Regions from separate parts of the Ovis aries genome. Here region 1 is linked to region 2. The links are chromatin contacts, called in public Hi-C maps. All regions are on one chromosome and are shown on one strand. Each heading gives the region's core, a stretch centred on a gene start, on an enhancer-like site or on the middle of the called end of the contact. The rest is flanking DNA. Distances are from core to core; before and after follow the strand shown. Region 1 holds the start of DARS1 (aspartyl-tRNA synthetase 1). Region 2 holds the start of CXCR4 (C-X-C motif chemokine receptor 4).

Region 1 (6,600 bases), core at 2,317-4,816, 140 kb after region 2:
CCTAGGTGCCTGAGTAACTACACGAGCACAGCCCCTTTGCTAACCTGCTGCTGCTGCTAAGTCGCTTTTGTCATGTCCGACTCTGTGGGAACCCATAGACGGCAGCCCACTAGGCTCCTCTATCCCTGGGGTTCTCCAGAAAATACAGACCTAATATGAACAAGAAATAGGTGGTGGCGGTTGTTGTTGTTGTTGAAGTTGCTGAGATTTGGGCATTAGTTTGTTACCAACACAATATATCCAAAGAGTCCTGACCAGATAGGAGGAGGCACTCCCCTGAAGTCTGCTTATCTGTCCAAAGCCCAGATCTTCCTGACCTCTAAAATGGTTACTTGCAGTTGCCTTTCCAGAGTCCACTTCCATGTCCCTTAGCTTCTGACAGTGGTGTCCACATGGTTCCAGTAAGCTAACTCTGTTCCAAACTCCAGGGGAAATGCAACCTAGGCTAAGCCAATCAGAATATTCCATTTCCCTGACTGTATGGATTGGGTCAGTAATGGACTTGTGTCCTTAACTGGCCCAGTCAAAGTGAATCTTAGGGTTCTCGCTGGAAATGCACATACTTACCACTACTACAAGTTTCACATTTCTTTATCATTAGTTATATGCTATCTTACTAAGCGGATTATGTATAATTGAGAACCAGGATCCTAATTTATCTCTTTATTGCCAGAACCTGGCATAATTGTCAGCACAAAGTAGATGCCTATAAATAATCATTGATCAATTAAAGGAGGAATAAAATTTACTCCTTTTCGTCAAATTTCACTTCTCAAATTTCAGGCCCACCAATCCATCTACACAGCCACATTCAGCTGTTTGCATCTCTGTCCTTTCCTTTCCTCCATCTTGATCTAAGAATAAATGATAAGTTCAATGTTGGTCTTTCAAAAAAATTACAGGTAAAATTTTCTTTCTCATTTTCCTGGGATGTGTATGGCATTTGCATGAATACTTAGGGCAAACATCTTCTGGGCTCCCTTCTACTGTATAGCGTCAGCACCAAAACCTCCACGGTGACTAAAGTAACTACCTCTTTGTGACGACACATCAGCCATGTGCTACTGGAGAAGTCTCAGTTCCAGGACCAAATCATGGGTCCTTATTAAATGGGTCCTTACAATGCCCAGAAATAATACCAAATACCAAATAACCTGAAGAACTATAAATATTTTAACCTTTTCTATTCTCCTCAAATCACCAGTCTCCCTTTTCTACCTCCCCTGGAACCTCCAAACTCATCATTCATAACAGCCTCCTCTTTTAGAGAAAACAGAAGTCATCACATGGGAGATCTCTCATTGCCCTGAAGTCAAACATCTACCACTCTCCTGGCATCCTCACTTCCAGCTGAGATAGAGGAATTGTTCCTCTTCCCCTTGTCCCACCTCCTATCTCTCCCTTATTTAAAAAAAAAAAACTTATACCATCACTCAATCCTTTTCTGTCTTGTATATCAATCTACTTTTTCATGAATCTTTCCCAGTAATTTTTAAATGCACTGAGATATTCTCTTTTTTAAAAAAAGCTTCACTTATTCCTTATTAACTACCACCTGTATTTTTCCTTCTCTCCCATCTTATCTTCTCATTATCTCCAAAAGACAGGAAAGGCAGTGAGGTACAGTGGTTAAGAACATGGATCCTGGCACCACACTACCTCCTTTGAAATACATCATTTAATGACTCTGAGACCATGAGCAGATTACTTCACTTCTTTCTGCCTGAATTTCCCCATAGACAAAAACATTATAACACTGACACTAGTGCTTAGCACAGAGTAAGCACTATATAAAGGTTGGCTATAATCACTTTTATTTTTATTTCTTTACTTTCACTCACTCCTCAGCCCATCCTGACCCCATCACTTCACATGTTTACTAAGAACACCAATGATCTCTATGTTGCTAAATCCAACAATTCTTCAGTTACTATTTTACTTGAAGTCCAGGCAGCAGTTGACAATGTTAACACTTTCTTCTTGGAACATCCTCTTCACTAGTCCAGGGGCATCAATTACCACCTACCTGGCAGTGTCTTCTTCATCTTTATCTGCCCATCTTTATCTTTATCTTTTTCTAGACCCCACAAAGCTAGAGGTTTAAGGGGAGAATGTCTAAATGTCTCAAAGGCATTTTATATGCACTACGTCAAAAACTGATCCAAGATCTTTCTCTCCCTAACCCCCTGCCTTGAATATTCTTCTGTCTCTTCACCTAGCTAACTCCTACTCCTTCCTTAGACTTCAGCTGAAGTATGAGTTTCTCAGAGAAGCCTGAGGTGAATGCCTTCAAAGAAAATTTTAGCACTTGGTACCTCTACTTCACACCTGCAATGAGATGGTAAGTTACACGAGGGTTGGGACCATGTGTCTCCTCACTATCCTATCCCAGGACATGAATGCAGTAACCTCCACAACCCGCTCAGTCGTGCTAGGGCCTAACGGCACTCTTGAAAAGTATAAACTGTGCCACTTTGTGCCAGGTTAAGATTACTAGAATAATTAAAACATGGCAGGGTGCAAAGAAGTCTAGCAGGGGAAATAGTATTTTACCAAGCCTCTAAATTAGTTTCAATCGCAATAAGAGGTTCGTGGATGACAATTTAAAAAAAAAAAAGCTTAAATTGGGGAGATTCATTCATTAGACAACCAACACATATACTGCCTCTAACAATGCAATCAGACCAATTGTGTGGCAATCGGTGCAATTGTGTGGAAGGTTTTGCCATTGGGTTTACACCTCACAGGTTTTATCTTTCCCTGGTGGCTCAGACGGTAAAGCGTCTGCCTACAGTATGGGAGACCCAGGTTCGATCCCTGGGTCAGGAAGATCCTCTGGAGAAGGAAATGGCAACCCATTCCAGTACTCTCGCCTGGAAAATCCCATGGACGCTGGAGCATGGTACACTACAGTCATGGGGTCGCAAAGAGTTGGACACGACTGAGCGACTTCACTTCACTTACACCTCACATATGACTTGGACACCAGTATTCAATCCTACCTCAACAAGCCATCTACCTATAACCCAGCACTCCTGTGTCCCACTACACGGCAGCTTTTTGCTAAGTCTGCCGTGAGTCCAGGCAGTTACACTGCCGCTGGGAAGTACTGACGGAGAAGTTCAAGGGAAGAAAAGTCCTGAGCGTGCGTGTATGTTTTAGCAAACAGTTTGCTCTCAAAGCGAGGAGGAGTAAATAGTGCTGAAAAGAGAACACAGTAGACTTCGCAGGTGGGATATAGGTGAAAAATGAATGAGTGGGAGAGCGTGCCAACTGGCATGCCCGGGACTCTTCCCCTCAGAGTCGATCTCGCGAAACCATAACTAATTCCCGGGGAATTCCCGGAGATTCCCTCTACCTCTAGGCAAAGTCCCGTAGGGGCGGGGCAAGAAAAGGAGACGCCGGCGCGCGGCCTTCAGCCTCCGGGATCTCGGGAGAACTGAGGTTATCGCGATCTTTCCGGAGCCGACACTCCACGCGGAGTCCGAGCTCGTGTGCTCTGAGTGCAGGGAGGGCGGAGACTGTACGGGAGGGAGAAGCCCCTTTGGCCTGCCCTACGGAAGCCTGCGAGGGAGGGTGGTGATCGCTGCCCAGTCCAGTTGTCCAGATGCCCAGCGCCAACGCCAGCCGCAGGAGTCAGGAGAAGCCGCGGGAGATCATGGACGCGGCGGAAGTGGGTTTCCTCCTTCTCCGGGCCTGGAAGAACAGACCCTTGGGCCGGATCGCGCTAGGGGGGGTGGGGTGGGAGAGTAGGGTGAGCGGGGGCCCTGGCCTCTGGATCCCTGGCGGCACTCTGCCTGTAGGCCACGGGCCTGGGGTCCGGGCGCCCGGAGCCTTCAACCGGGCCTCCAGGGCCCTTGCCCGAGCACCTTAGCCAGACCCACCCTGGATCGCATTTCTTACTGGGGCGCCTGGAAGCATGGCTTTCGAGAAGCGTGTCTCAGAGCTGGAGGGCGGGGGAGGGGGGCGCGGAGGGCGTGAAGTACCCACTGCCCCGGAAGTAGGAGCGGCTGGGCCAACCTTAAACCTCGCTGGTTTAGGCACGTATTTCACGTACTCCGTCTCTTTCCCCGGAAATTTTTAATGTCCACTGATAATCGATTTTTGCTCAGCACTCGTGTACCTAATGTTTTTCAAGTAATGACAGTACTTCGTAAAGCGATCTGCCACTATAATGACCGTTTTCCATGTGACAGCTTTAGAGAAAAACTGTCATTTTTATTTCCTTTAAGTAACCCAAGTGAGGTAGGTGGGGAAGTTTGTAGGGAAAGCGTTTGAAATGAAGTGACCGCAAATCGTCTATGTAATTCATAATACCCTGTAGTCCATCAGTGCTTTTCAGAAATGAATGCTTGAAACCTTTCTACAAGTGATGTGTGCTCCTAGTGAAACTGAGATTTCTACCTGGCTGCTAATTTTTCTGTTGAGGAGACATGAATTTGTGATAATCTGCATAAGGAATAGATCATTTTAAAAACATTGGATGGAATAGGGTTGCTGAAATATGAACAGTACTAAAAAGTGACCCCCTTTTTTCTTTTCACATGCTGTAACCTTTTTATGCTGCCCTCCTACTACATTTTGTTACTGTATCTTTATAGTAGGACTGGGGTTATCTTTGTCTTTAAGGTGTATTTTTTTTTAATTCGGAAAAAAATTGTTCAGTAAGCACCTTAACATGTTGTCTGGTTTGTTTTGGTATAAATACAGAATCTAATATCTTCCAAATCTAAAGGAGAGGATTCCAACAGATAACTGTAGTGACAGAAACGAATTGTTTTATTCACATCCTAAATTACCTTGAAAGAAATCATTTTTATGTATTGATCTGATTAAGTATGTAAACTAGCAGTGTGCCTTTGCAAATAGTGTAGGTCTATAGATTATACACAGTTGACATTGTGGCAGAGTTATGTCACTTTATAGCTGGAAGGATCTTAAGAGATCATTTTCTCGGTAAAGTGAGATTAAAATAAAAGACTGCTTACCAATTTAATAAGTATAGTTTGTTAATAATAGTCTGGACTCTAGGCCTCTTTTTTCCTGTTCCTGGCTTAAAATCTGTAATAAGAATTTTGGTGTCATATTGTCAGTATTGAAGCACTTGCAACCTGATATCATGAAGACGGTTTTAGAACAGGAAGCTGGCAAAAGTTTTGATGATATTTTACAAAAGGAAAGTTGTAGTTAGCTTTTATCCAACATCTCTGATTTCTAAAAACTGGACATCTGGTGCTCAGAAAGCTTATCCCTAACTGTTGGTTCTCTTTGAACATCTCTTCCTGTAATAGGAAGTTAATAAAACTGTGGTATCTCATCATTTTCCCTTCAAAAAGAGGAAATTTATAACCCTGCTTTGAAGTAGTTTAATCTCTTTTTGAAGAAAGTAGTTAAGATGTGTTGTACATGTGTGTAAATTTTATTTGAGAATGCTGTTCTGTATGGTATATCAATCCAGGAGTGGTGATCTTCAAAATAAATTATCCAGAAGCTGGGTGCTTATCCTTTTTCTATGGAGTGCATATTAAGTGATATGACATATTTCCACCGTTTAAAACTACTAGTTTGAATTAATAAAATAGTCCTGAAAGTTAAAATGAATTCATCTTTTTCTGTTGTGTTTCTGTGTTTATTAATACTATGCTATTAGTGTTTAAATAAAAAGTCATAATGTAAAAACTTTTTTTGTAGGATTATGCAAAAGAAAGATACGGAGTATCTTCAATGATACAATCACAAGAAAAACCAGGTTAGTAGTTATGTGATAATTTTAAAAGGCTTTTTTTACTTTCTAATTCCAGGAAAGCTCTTCGTAAACTTTTAAGTAAGGCTGACACAACTGAAAACATAACTCTGAAGGCGTAATTCTGGAAAACTTAAATGGCAAACTTATGCCATCGTTGTTGTTTAGTTGCTAAGTCACGTCTGACTCTGTGACCCCATGGACTGTAGCCGGCCAGACTCCTCTGTCCATGTGATTTCCCAGGCAAGAATGGAGTGGGTTGCCATTTCCTTCTCCAGGGGATCTTCCCAACCCAGGGATGGAACACACATCTCCTGCTTGGCAGGCAGATTCTTTACTACTGAGCCACCTTGAAAGTCCAAGCATATGCCATAACTCTGTGCAGACATTATCAATTTAGGGTCCCTAATCTAGAAAAGGATGGATTTCCCTGGTGGCTCAGATGGTAAAGCATCTGTCTGCAATGTGGAAGACATTGTAGAAAAGGAAGAAAATACATTAAATTAGTATATTTTAAGCAGTAAATTATATTAGAAAGATATCCCTAAGTGATCATGTAAAAAGACTTGACTCTGGCCTAGGAGATAAAAGATAGTTAATAGTAGCTGCTTTCTTCATATGCAGCCTTTTTTGCATGCCTCATGAAGCTACCTCTTTTAGTACCCTCCTTGACTTATATAAATATTTCTTTGAAAATGATTTAATTGTTTCTCTCAGACCTGTGACAACCCAAATTAATGTCTTTCAAGCTTTGGTACACCTGCAGACCTTTAGGTTCTGGCCCATTGGAAGCACCAAGTACTGCTAATATATATGCCTGCCTGTGAATTTTATGCTTTGAAAACAATATACCCCAG
Region 2 (6,887 bases), core at 4,040-6,539:
TTTGTGTTTTGTTTTGTTTTGTTTTTTTCTGTCAGAAACAAAAGTGGCAATTTTTATCTTCAGAGACATGGCAGGACTCAGCAAGGGGCCAGGGGGACCTGGTATTTTCAGAAACCCTTTAATGATGCTGCCTCCTGCCAGCCACCATCAAGAGGAGGTCTGTCCCTCAGCTTTCTGTTCCCAGCTGGCTCTGAACCTATTTGGGGACACAGCACAGCTTTCTGTCATGCACACACAGATACACACACGTGTACACACACTCACACACAAACCAACTAGCTGCAGAGCAAGCAACAGGAGGCGGCAGAATGCTTGCCACTGTGTCACTGGATTTGTAAGCATCCCCTCCAAACCACGGCCAAGACCAGTTACTCCCTGGGCTAAAGCCAGCCTGAGAACTTGGGGATCCTGCCAAGCCAACAGCCCCTAGGCCTAGCTCTGTTGCCAGAGCCACACAGGAAAGTCATTAATTCACTAAACAAAGCTTCAGAAAAAGATTAGGGAGCCCATCATTTGTTCGTCAGTGGGCTAGCTGCACAGAAGATATCTGAGCATTCACTTTAAGGAACCTAGAATATTTGGAGCTGAGGAGAAAAGCTATACACTCATTTTAAGATGGAATCAGTTCAGTTCAGTCACTCAGTCATGTCCAACTCTTTGGGACCCCATGAACCGCAGCACACCAGGCCTCCCTATCCATCACCAACTCCTGGAGTTCACTCAAACTCCCCTCCATCGAGTCGGTGATGCCATCCAACCATCTCATCCTCTGTAGTCCCCTTCTCCTCCTGCCCCCAATCCCTCCCAGCATCAGGATCTTTTCCAATGAGTCAACTCTTCGCATGAGGTGGCCAAAGTACTGGAGTTTCAGCCTCAGCATCAGTCCTTCCAATGAACACCCAGGACTGATCTCCTTTAGGATGGACTGGTTGGATCTTCTTGCAGTCCAAGGGACTCTCAAGAGTTCTCCAATACCACAGTTCAAAAGCATCAATTCTTTGGCACTCAGCTTTCTTCACAGTCCAACTCTCACATCCATACATGACTACTGGAAAAACCACCTTGACTAGATGGACTTTGTTGGAAAAGTAATGTCTCTGCTTTTTAATATGCTATCTGGGTTGGTCATAACTTTCCTTCCAAGGAATAAGCGTCTTTTAATTTTATGGCTGCAATCACCATCTGCAGCGATTTTGGAGCCCCAAAATTAAAGTCTGACACTGTTTCCACTGTTTCCCCATCTATTTGCCATGAAGTGATGGGACCAGATGCCATGATCTTCGTTTTCTGAATGTTGAGCTTTAAGCCAACTTTTTCACTCTCCTCTTTCACGTTCATCAACAGGCTTTTTAGTTCCTCTTCACTTTCTGCCATAAGGGTGGTGTCATCTGCATATCTGAGGTTATTGATATTTCTCCCAGGAATCTTGATTCCAGCTTGTGCTTCTTCCAGCCCAGCATTTCTCATGATGTACTCTGCATATAAGTTAAATAAGCAGGGTGACAATATACAGCCTTGATGTACTCCTTTTCCTATTTGGAAGCAGTCTGTTGTTCCATGTCCAGTTCTAACTGTTGCTTCCTGACCTGCATATATGTTTCTCAAGAGGCAGGTCAGGTGGTCTGGTATTCCCATCTCTTTCAGAATTTTCCACAGTTTATTGTGATTAAGATGGAATAACGTCACATAAATACACTCATTTTAAGACGGAATAACGTCACACAAGGGGCTCCCCTGGTGGTTCAGATGGTTAAGAATCTGCCTGCAATGCAGGAGACCCAGGTTCAATCCCTGTTTTGGGAAGATACCTGGAGAAAGGAATGGCAACCCACTCCAGTATTCTTTCCTGGAGAATTCTATGGACAGAAGAGCCTGGTGGGCTGCAGTCCATGGGGTCACAAAGAGTTGCTAAGAGACGACTGAGCATCTAACAATTTCTAACGCTTTCACACATCGTCACACAAAAAAAGATGCCACTCAAAGCTGTATGTAAGTAAATGCTGAATGACTTTCAGAGGAAGGAGTTCCAGAGGGTGAATCTCCGTGGTCAGAAAGGGCACATTGTGATGTTGAGGAGAGAGCCTGGGCTTTGCTGCTGCACAGACTGTGTGAAGATCCTAACTGTGTGATCACAGCCAATTTCCTCACCCTCTCTGGACTTAAGTTTGCTTACCAGTGGAGAAGAGGTGGTACATGCCTTACAGAGTTGCTGAGGGGATTACATGAGGTTGGCTGCATATTCCAAGCCTTCAAAAAATGTTTGAGTTTTATGTATTGTTCTGTTTCGAAGAACATTAAAGAGTTAAAATAAAAATCAGTTCAGGTAGGATTGGCCCAGAGGAAAATGGTGCAAGATCCTTCTTTGAAGAGGAAATTCATAGAAAAAGTTATCATATTTAGCAAATACTTTAGGAAGTGGAAAGGTATAAGAAGGGATTGTCTTTTTTTTAAATCATATTGACTTTTTCCTGAATATGAAAACATTTCATGCCTATTACAAGAAATTTGGAAAGCATAGTAAAATGCAAGGAATAAAGTTAAAAATCAAATATAATTTTGCACCCAATGAAAACTCCTACAAACATTTTTGTTTTCTTTCAATCTTCTCCTAGTTTAAAATTAACTGAGACCACATTGTATACACAGTTTGGAATCGTACTTTTTGCACCTAATGTTTCATAAGTATTTGCCCTGTCCTTGAAAGTTCTTTGCAAACATCATCTGCAATGGCCAAATGGAATTTCACATATGGATGTATCAACATTTTCTCAACTATTCCACCAACAGTGGACATTTAGGGCTGTTCAGATATTTCACTATTATAAATAAAGCCTCTGTGAATATAGTTTTTGTTGTTTTTTGCAAAATCCTCTTTCCTTAGGATAAGCTTCTATAGGTAGAATTACTGTTCTAAGATTCCTACTAGATATAAAACATTTTCCACGAAGAAGTCCAACCCACATTCCCCCAGGACACAAGCAAGAGACAGTTGGTCTTATCAAATCCTGAGACCCAATAATATCTTTGGAGAGAAGATTTTTTCCCTAAGTTGACAGTCATGAAATAGCATTTCATTGTTCTCTTAACTATCTTCTTCCTTCTAGCAATATACCTAAAAGGATCTAAAGGAGTTCTCAGATAAAGGATAGGAGCTTTCTTTTGTCTGCAGACAATCAACAAATATTTAATGTGCAAATCATTTTACTCTGGATTTATCCTCTCTCCTCTTTTTGAGTGGGTTTGGGAGATTCTGCTTTTCAGGTTTTAGCCATTGTGAAGATAAGAGTCTGAGGTACAATGCAGCTGACATTCTGGGTCAAAACACTGATTCTGCCACTACCAAGCTTCTTGAAAATCAAGCCATGGAACCTGTCTGAAATTCCAGCCCTTCAGCAGATAGAATGCCTCTCCTACCTAGCTTATGAAAATGTGAAGGTACTGATGTTTTATTAATGATTTTAAGTGCTTTTAAGGCTTTTTTTAAAACCTGCATAATATTATGATTGACTGTATCCAATCATTATTGCGACCTAAATTGACAATTTGTGAGTTTGAGTGAACTCTGGGAGTTGGTGATGGACAGGGAGGTCTGGCGTGCTGCAATTCATGGGGTCGCAAAGAGTCGGACACGACTGAGTGACTGAACTGACTGAACTGAACTGAGAAACTCCAATATCAGCTTTCAGTGGATGAGGACCTTCACTGGCAAATATTAGGAAATGGGTCCAGAAAAAAGATAAAAATTATGCTCTGCGAAGAAATGATTCCCAGTCTACACATTGTCTCGGGAATATCTCCAGATTGCAAGATTTTCTCTGGAAGAAAAGAAAGTGGTGCTTAGGGTCTAGTCTGGGCAAGCCTTTTTCTGGCGACGGTCCCAGGGTGGGAGGTGTCTGAGGCCCTCCTGGTAACGCAACCACTGCTCGCCAGTCGCCGCAGAAACTCACACCTCGGTCCCCGCTGTCACTCACTCCTGCAGTCACCCTCGCTTGCCTCACTATTTATCGGCCCCGCCCCTCACTTGGTCCCCGCCCCATCCAGGCTCTGCGTGCGGGCGGGAGGGAAGTGGCGCGAGACTCGAAAGCACTGTCTGAGCGACCACTGCAAACCCCAGCCGTCTGAGATACCTTTAAGCGTCCAGCCCCCACCCTTATTCCACCCTGCCCAGCTCTCCAACCGAATTTCTTACTGTTGCCAACGCTTGTTCTCCACATTAGGTTGGACAGCGGATGTGAGGCCAGTAGATCTGGGTTTGAGTCAGGCTTGTCATCTCCGGGCAACCCTGGAATTGCATGTCTGCGGATCTGTTTCTTGTTTCCTCCGCATGGGGGCCTTGTCAGGTTCACCGCTGTTTCCCCAGCTCCTAGAACAGTGCGTGGCATGCAGTCAGCCCTCACTAAATTATCTGTTGACTAAATGCATCTCTGTAATGATAACACCTACAGGGTGTTGTGAGAATGAATGAATCTGTGCAGCTACCTGGTGACATGTTAGGGAAGTACTCTTCGCTGAGTATCTCTTATAACACAGCACAACTTTTTCAAAAGCACTATTCACGAACTGGTTACCCGGGAACACACATCTACTTCTCTATCACTATCTCCCTCCAGAATTATGCCAAATCATCCGACCTTCGTCTGAAAATGTTTTCTGATTGTCGACACTTGACTCTAGCACTATTACGGTGGATGTGCATGTCTAGTTATATATAGTTGTGCTCTGAAGAAAGAATCTTTACTTGTTTCATTTTCTGAATGAACTGCATCTGCTCAAAGAGCAGGGAATGGACTCAAGATATTGGACCCACTGCTAGCATTGCCGCCTGCTGGTCGGGTTTCTCCGGCAAGTCACTTCCCCTCTCTGGACCTCAGTGTCTACATCTGTAGCTTTCCCGGGTCAGCAATACCACCCACGTGAGCAAGGACAGAACAGGGCGCGTCAATCGCCCGCGCTTTCCACCTCCTCCAAGCGCATCCTGCTTTCCCAACTTGGGACACGCCTCCAGGATGAGCTTCCCAGCTTAAGACTCACGAGGTGACCTCGAGGTAGAGCTAAAGGTAGCCGCTGAGGGCCTCCCAGGCTTACGCTGCCCGAGGGCCTACCCCTCCGCCCCTCCCTCGCGTCCCCCGCCCCCGCGTCTGCCCCTCTCCTGCACCCCGCCTTTCTCCCCGCCCTGCCCTCCCGCCCACCGGCGCGGCGCATGCGCCGCCCGCGGAGCGTGTTTTTATAAAAGTCCAGCTTCGGCCAGAAACTTCAGTGTGTTGGCTGTGGCAGCAGGTAGCAAAGTGACCCTGAGGACTTGAGTAGCCGGTAGCCCCCGCGGCTGGAGAGCAAGCGGTTACCATGGAAGGGATCCGTGTAAGTCCAGTTTCAACCTGTTTTTTCTTAAACGTGCAAACACCTGAATTTACAGCGCAACCGCTCTCTGAGTGGGCCGGAGCAACCAGACTATTGCAGGTGCCAGTGCCCGGAGAAAGGGTGTAGAAAGGAGATTTCGTGCGCTTGGCTACAGGAGGGGTGAGGCATGCTGGACTGAAATCTTTTTTAAGTAGAAGGAGAAAAGACTGGGACGACCGTTTCAATGGTTGCATGTATCTCCCCCTGAGTTCTGCGGCGCGCGCCGGTTTTGCACGCTGTTTGCAAACAGAAGAACACTGTGGAAAAGTGCAGAGATGTGTGCTCTGTCAGAGACCGTGGGTCTCTTCCTCGAGGGAGCGGGGGTTTCTTTTGGAGCAGATAACACGATCTGAATTTGGAGGTGGAGGGCGGTACTCCCGGGCAGAGTTACCAGAGGCGTTGGGCGCGTGTTCACTAAACTCCGCTACCCGCGGAGTTGTGCCAATGGCTGGGCACTTGTCGCTCAGTTGAGCTGTCTGCGCGTTGGTCGCAGCAGGGAGGTACTGGGAACAGCCCTCGCGCCTTGGGATCGAGGGAGAGACTTCGCGGGCGTCGCCAGCGCCGCGAGTGGGCTCCTGGGTTCTGGAATTTGGGGGTCGTGCAGAAGTTAAAGGAGTATAAATGGTCACAGTGCAGCAGCACCCCGAGTGTGCGCGGCGGGGACTGGGGGTGGAATGAGGGGCTGGAAGGGCACCTGGGCCGCCGGTGGTTGCGGTGCAGACAGGCAGGTGCAAGTGGAAGACGGTTTGCCTCTCACCGCGCCCAGTAGCGCCATTCAACCGTCGGTGGTTTCCTGGAACCTTTTGAAAACCCCTTACTAGGGAGGCTTTTCGTTTCCCCCAGCGGCGGGCGATTCAAAGGCTCCCGCGGCGGAGACGCCCAACCTCTCCCCAGCACCCAGTAGTACTTGCCCCTGGCGTGCGGCGGGGCCAAACCGCCGCAACCGCACTGGGCGGGCGGCAGGCGTGGGCTTGGTGGACAGCCGGGAGTGACGGAGCTGGACCACCCTGTCCCCAGCGTGCCCTCCGCCCGGAGGCTTCCCACTACAGACCTCCCACCTTTTACTGCATCATTGGCGGCATGGGAAGCGACTTGGGAGAGTGAGGAAATGAAACTTGGGGCGAGGACCACGGGTGTAGACCCCGTGACTTTCCCCTCCCATTAAAATTCTGTGCTCGCTAACGTCCCAAACGCGCCAAGTGATAAACAGGGGTTTGGCAAAGAAACAAACGGCCCTGAAGAGCGCCCATGAGCGGGCGTCGGGGCGGTTACCCACTCTGACAATCCTGCCCCCAAGCACCAAAGCCCTTCATTCAAGGCCGCATTCTCCTTCCTCACTACGTGTTGCTTGAAGTGCAGAATGATAAGTGTTTAGACAGTCGTGGAGAAAACAGTGTTTCATGCCTTGGAATAAGAATCTTTGGGACACTCCGCCCTTTCACACACACACACACCCCAGTGCTTCTTGCTCCCGGCTTCCCTATCCTGGC

The links. A called contact is a pair of places that touch in the nucleus more often than the background predicts.
Region 1: a contact with region 2 is called in a Hi-C map of skin fibroblasts, with 2.7 times the contacts expected there. The contact joins the promoter of DARS1 here to the promoter of CXCR4 in region 2. A contact is called at or near these places in 3 of 16 Hi-C or Micro-C datasets (blood, hypothalamus and skin fibroblasts).

The regions. Positions count from the first base shown.
Region 1 is chr2:174,859,229-174,865,828 of ARS-UI_Ramb_v3.0, forward strand. DARS1 (aspartyl-tRNA synthetase 1) reads left to right here and starts at 3,567. Exons shown (of 16, transcript NM_001161887.1): 1 at 3,567-3,673; 2 at 5,692-5,749. The coding sequence starts at 3,608.
Region 2 is chr2:174,722,242-174,729,128 of ARS-UI_Ramb_v3.0, forward strand. CXCR4 (C-X-C motif chemokine receptor 4) reads left to right here and starts at 5,290. Exons shown (of 2, transcript NM_001277168.1): 1 at 5,290-5,358. The coding sequence starts at 5,344.